2 separate regions of the Mus musculus genome follow, and region 2 is linked to region 1. The links are chromatin contacts, called in public Micro-C maps. All regions are on one chromosome and are shown on one strand. The core of a region is the stretch at or near the end of the contact, and the rest is flanking DNA. Distances in the headings are between cores, read along the strand shown.

What was found. Hi-C and Micro-C count contacts between places; a contact is called where the count stands out from the background.
Region 2: a contact with region 1 is called in a Micro-C map of the G1E-ER4 cell line, with 9 times the contacts expected there. The contact joins the enhancer-like site here to the promoter of Scai in region 1. A contact is called at or near these places in 6 of 39 promoter capture datasets (the C10 cell line, embryonic stem cells, liver and 2 more), 4 of 15 datasets of contacts at CTCF or cohesin (embryonic stem cells, large pre-B cells and pro-B cells), 35 of 484 Hi-C or Micro-C datasets (B cells, the G1E-ER4 cell line, Sertoli cells and 10 more), 7 of 115 datasets of contacts at active chromatin or transcription factors (astrocytes, embryonic stem cells, large pre-B cells and 1 more) and 1 of 9 other capture datasets (adipose tissue).

Annotation. Positions count from the first base shown.
Region 1 is chr2:39,189,390-39,192,440 of GRCm38.p6, reverse strand. Scai (suppressor of cancer cell invasion) reads left to right here and starts at 1,711. Exons shown (of 18, transcript NM_178778.3): 1 at 1,711-1,851; 2 at 2,408-2,452. The coding sequence starts at 1,799.
Region 2 is chr2:39,370,556-39,373,546 of GRCm38.p6, reverse strand. No RefSeq gene overlaps it. Among named protein-coding and RNA genes, the nearest start is that of Ppp6c, 150 kb to the right of the region's middle. Within about 2 kb of position 1,581, at least 5 of the 459 cell types and tissues checked have an H3K27ac peak or open chromatin away from gene starts, as enhancers often do. A contact at or near this core is called in the G1E-ER4 cell line, where this site is marked.

The DNA of each region.
Region 1 (3,051 bases), core at 462-2,961:
CACCCATACACATAAAAAATTTTAATCCTGACAACATCTGGAAATGCACTTCTGAAGGAGCCCATGCTGGGGGTCCTAGGCTACATCCTCAGCAGTGGGCCAGCAAGACAGCTTAACAGATCAAGTTCCCCAGGACCCACGTGATGGAGAGAAGTCCCGAGAGCTGTCCTCTAGCCGCCTAAATGCCATTGCATTCACCCGACTCATACTCTTCCCCTTCGTCTCCTCTCTCTCCCTCTTTTTTTACTCCTCCTTCCCCCTTTCATAAATTCAGTAAGAGTAGCTCCTCAGCAATGCAAAAATAAATCCCGCTATAACTTGGCAGCATCCCATTGTTTCATAAAAGAAAGGCCATTCCACATCGAAGATGGGTGCAAGATAAATCATGTAGGAATAAAGGAGAACCCCTTGCACCAAATACATTTGTGAAAAAGTAGTTATCTCAATATTTGGGATACTATCCACTTGTGGAGATTTGTGAGATACGTCTCATGCATTTTATTTGCTATTGTGTGCTGTGTGTGTGCAGGTGTGTGTGTCATGTGCATGTGGAGGTCAGAGAGTCATCGAAAGCGTTCCTCTGGGTTTGAGGACAAGCCACAACATCAGGCTTGAACAGCAAGCACCTTTTACTCTGCTGAGCCATATATCTGCCACTACATTGTTGGTGTGTGTTTTAACAAAATGTGTTCTAATAAAATGAAAATGGCCCAAGAGAAAGTTTTATGCCTTCTCCCAAATGGAAGGAATGAACTTAGAATCTGCCAGACAGATTTGCATAGATCTTAAGAATTAAATTCTTCGGGTGCATTACATATACATCTGCTATATTTTCAAAGATAGCTTTTTGTTAGAGCAGAATAGAAAAGATTACTAGTATTAATTGTATTTACATGCTTATGCATGTAATGTTTTGCATGCTTAGGTCTGTCAAAAAATGCAGTGAAATTTTATACCAAAAATGATTAGCTGGTTAGATTTTTTAATCATCTGGAATGGCACAGAATGGCTAGCTTATACAAGAAGCAGTTCTTTTTAGGCTTTTCAAAATGGAATACATTCCTTGTGGTTATTGTAATTGGTTCTTTTTGCAATGCTGTTTGTTGTTGTTGTTTTTTTTTTCGAGGTAATTAAAGAAATTCTGCTTTCTTACAAGCTTGCATCCAAGCTTAGGATCTTTCCTGCAGCCAAACTGCTTGATCCCTACAATTTGAGACCGAGTCCCTTTTGAAGGGTGACATTAAGCCGCATTCGAGGTGATTCAGAAGACTATGAGAGAGAGAGCTGCTTTGCCCTCGAACTTCTGAATATATCTGGAGAAAGTGCTGCGCTTGATTTTGGTTCTGGAGCAGTGCGGAGGCGGAGGAAATAGCAGGTGTCTGGGAGGTGTCAGGGATGCAGGATGCCAGCCAAAGAGAACCTGCAGGCAGGTGTCTGGCGCCGGAGATGTAAGTCCCCGTTCTGGCACACGGAGGCGCTCAGGGCTCCTCTCGCTCTGCTAGCAGTCTTTAAGGCACCTCTGCCGCCACCTGCAGTCTCAACCAAACCTCGGGGTGGGCCACGCGGGACATGACGGCCTAAGCACCCAATCAGCGGTCGGATTTCTAGATACCCTGCCGTTGTGGCCAATAGAAACCGAGGAGAGGCGAGGAGGGGACGGGCCCGAGCCCCGCGGCAAGCCTGGCCGGGGCGCAAGGCCCTCCTCCTGTCTCTCCGCCTACTCCAGCCTCCGCCGCTTCAGCTTCCCGAGCGAGCCCTGCGGCCGCCGGAGCATCTCCCGCGGCGGAGCAGGAGCCGGATGGTCAGAGGAGCCCGGCAGTCCCAGCAGCCGCGGAGTCGCCTGGCCCCCAGGTGGGGTGGGCTACGTGGCGAGGCGGAGGCTAGGGGCGAGGGGCCCAGAGAGCGGGCCTGGGGGTGGCGGCGGTGGTGTCTAGGCGCCGAGCCCTGAAGGGGCGGGGGTACAGGCACTCAGCATCTCGGGGGCGCCAAGGGAGAGCAGCTCTCGGGGCAGCGAGCGAGGGCGCGCTGGGCGAGAGCGGAGGGCGCGCGCCCCACCGGGGAGCCAAGGAATGCGGGGAACCGGGTCTGAGGGGCGGGGCCGTGTCTGAGGGGAGCTAGGGGGGCCTGCGGCTCTGGGCAGACAATGAGGCCGACCTGGCGGGTGGTTGGGGGAGCCGAACGTTTGGGGCAGGGAACCGAGAGCATTCGGGGACTAGTGAGTCCCAGGCGCTTGGTCGTGGGAGGGAAGGAAGCCCTGCCTGTGGGGTGTCTGTAAGGTCACGGGTAGGCAGAGCCAACCTGTGGTCAGCCTGTGGCCCCCCGAGGGTGGTACATGAAGTGCCCCACAGGCAAGGCAAGGCAAACGGTGTGTTGTCTTAGTTACGGGTCTCATTTGTTTGGTCTGTAGACTGTCTGGCACAGTGGAGAAACCACCCCGAAAACGGAAAAGCAGGTAAGGCAAATGCCTTCCTCTCTAGCTTCGTGTTTTTCCTGTTTGCTTGGCTGCCCCTGTGCTGCATAATTACGTGGTGAGTAGATAAAGTTTCTTATTTAGGTCCTTTTTTTAGTAAATTCGACAGCATGGAAAGGTATTCCCTTTGAGAACTTCAAATTACCACCACCTCCAACCCCTTGCAGGTATATGATACGGGAAATGGGGAAACATTAAGAAAGCCCCACTTTCGACTTTAGTCTTAATTTCAACTTTGGCATCTCTAACGGAGATTGTCATTGAACAGCTACTGTGTGCCAAGTGTCGTATACAAATTCTGTGTTATTTTCTGTGACAGTTTTGCAAAAGAGGGAACTGAACCATAGAGTAGCCAATACTTAGCAAACAAAGATCACACATGTAATAAATGATAGAACCAGGATTTGAATCCAGGTTGTCTGAATGCAAAGTTTATGTTCTTTATACTGTAATGCTTCTAATACATACACAGTTGAACAGAGTCCCACTCCTGGCTTTCTCTCTCTTTCTTTATAAAGTCTAATAAACTGAGATGCTTAATACAAAAGTAGTAACTAAGGACTTACATAGGCCGCAGACAA
Region 2 (2,991 bases), core at 332-2,831, 180 kb before region 1:
TTTGAAAGTCCTTTGTTTGGACTTTTTCCAGGTTGAGGGGTGAGCATGAATCTCACTGGACATCAAGTGTGCCTTTCCTTATGACTAAGATTGGGCTTCCTTTTGAGACAAGAAATGTTCTTGTGATGAGGGTGACTCAGATTTCTTCCTACTCTCAGACGAGCAAACTAAGGCAACTACGTGAAAAGACACTGCTCAGGTGCAATAAACTCTTGCTTCCACAAGGTGGCACCCCTGATCTAGTATGCACATCCTCATTTCTTCAGGAGACGCGCATGGCGACATTTGGCCAGAAGAGGTCGCAGCAACACCAGCCTTCTGTTTTCCTGCTTGCTGAATGAGACTACCACTAAGTGGCAACCACCCTAATGGACAGCAGAGGGCTGTGGTCAGAATGGAGTCATTTAATTTAAGTCCTGTTGCTACTATGAATTAGAAGTTGACATAAGGCCCTATTCCATCATTATTATGGTGAAGATTTTTGTTGATATTAATATAAACACTATTATGTGAGTGTGGTGTGTGTGTGTGTGTGTGTGTGTGTGTGTGTGTGTGTGTGTACTTATATAAGAATAAAAAAGGCTGAGAGAATTCATTTTACCTGAAGATAGTATAACACTTAGGAAAACCCCAAGGATCTCATGAAAACTCCATTATCAACATCAAGGAAAGTTTTCAAGCTGATTGACCATTAATTATTATGCATGAATTGACGAAAAAAATGAAAGCAAAAGCATATGCTAATGAATACTGAACAAAAAGACTAGATGTATATTTAGTTCTTAAATTTATTTTTGTTTTACTCAGTGTGTGTGTGTGTGTGTGTGTGTGTGTGCTACTATGTTTCTTGCAGATACATAAAAGCATGACTGTCTCTGTGACACGAACAAAATTAAACTGCACTAAGAGATGAAGAGAAATGATAGGAGAGGTGAGAAAAGGGAGGATAATAGTGTGTGTGGGGGGGGTGAATATGCCCAGCATACAGCAATACTTATATGAAAATTACACACACACACACACACACACACACACACAAGTATGCAGTAGCAGCAAAGCATTCCTTAGGTAAAAGAATTTGCTGTACCCTATAGGAGAAACAACAGTATGAACTAACCAGTACCCCCAGAGCTCGTGTCTCTAGCTGCATAAGTAGCAGAAGATGGCCTAGTCGGCCATCACTGGGAAGTGAGGTCCTTTGGTATTGCAAACTTTATATGCCCCAGTACAGGAGAATGCCAGGGCCAAGATGCAGGAGTGGGTGGGTAGGGAGGGCGGGGGGGGGGGGGGGGTAATAGGGAACTTTCGAGATAGCATTTGAAATGTAAATGAAGAAAATATCTAATTTTTTTTAAAAAAGGAATTTGCTGCTGCACAAGAATAATGCCTGAATTCAATCCCTGGGAGCCGTGGTGGAAGCTAACTGAAAATTGTGGTACACAATACATGCAGATACACACGCATACAATAACAGATAAAAACTTTGAAAATTAATAAGCATTTGCATGTGGAGGACCAAGTGTCAGGAGCTGGAGATGGGGCTCCCCTCCAATATTCACTTGCCCCTAAAAGCCCCAGATCACAGATTAGGCCAGGCTAATGTATCCTAGAGTGTGGCAGACAGATGATAGACAGACAGACAGTTGTGTATGTATGTGTGGCAGAGGCCACACAACTATTTAAAAATATGGAATTGCTGGTCATTTCGTTTAGTTTTAAGACCTGTCCTGACCCCTAACAAAGCAGGCAGTGGCCGAGACAAAGCCTCCAGCCAGCAGAATGAGTCAGGTTCACTGTGGGTTGGAATGCTGGGTGCTTGCTGCCTGCTCATGAGTCTGCGCGGTCACAGCCTGTCTACTGTGCTCCTCGTATTCTGTGAAACCCCCTGTTGTCGTGGAAATCCGGGTAAAGCAAGCAAGAACTTTTGTACAAAATACTTTATCAGGAGTCTCAGGCTTCTCCAGCTTCCTCAAAGAAGGGCTAAAGCCCTTTAGGGGTATCTAATAATCTTGTATGTAATAAATGGGGAGGGGTACTTGGCTCAATTAAAAGAGCCAAAGCCACTTTAGGTGATTTTAAATTTGTATCTTCAAAAAACAGAAATTTCCTCTTTGTCCTCTGAAGTGTCATGAAATGAAAACAATTTAATAAATAAAGCTGCCTTCTCATCGTCTGAGCCTTTGCTCTATTATTTTTATCTTTTATCTTCCTGTGTGTTTTGGAGTCAACTGACCAGTTTTATCAAGAAGTTTGAATTACAATTTAATCAACTTTATGCTGTGGATCTAAGCAATATCCTGCCAAACTGTACATCCCAAACTCATCAGTATGAAACTCACTCTGCCCTGGTAGGCAATGGTTGATTTCTAACGTTTTACCTACATGTTCCCATATCTTTAAACTTAGAGAAACTTAGCAGGGTTCTTTGTTGTTGTTGTTGTTTGTTTGTTTGTTTGTTTGTTTGTTTTGAATGAAATTAAAGAATTTCTCTAAGCACTTCAGCAATTCCTTGGAGGAATCAGAATGCAGAAGCAGACCTCTCTAAAGGCTTAAGAAAAAAAGTAACACAAGTTGCCAGAGCTGTTTGGTGACCTCAGTGCCACCAACAGAGATAGTGAAGCATCTGTCCTTCCTTGTCTAGTTTGCCAGCAGGCCAGAGCAACAGGCTTCAGTCAAAACCCAGGATATAGTATCCAGAGAAGTGCAGCAAGGAACTCAAATGTAATCCCCGACTCAGAGAATGTGGTACCTGAACAGAGTGGAATTCTACTCAGCCACAAATTGAAATGGTGACGTTTGCTCAGCAGTGGATGGAATGAGAAAATAGGTGAAATGTTCCAGGCTCAGAAAGGCACAGGCCAACACCTCCTTCTCATAGGGCTAGCCACTTCTTGTCTCAATGTATGTAGTCACTTCAGCTTTATAGCTAAGAAACAAAATGTCTCAGAGTCTCATAGCCGGACAGCAGTGCTCAATCTTGATTGGTCCAAG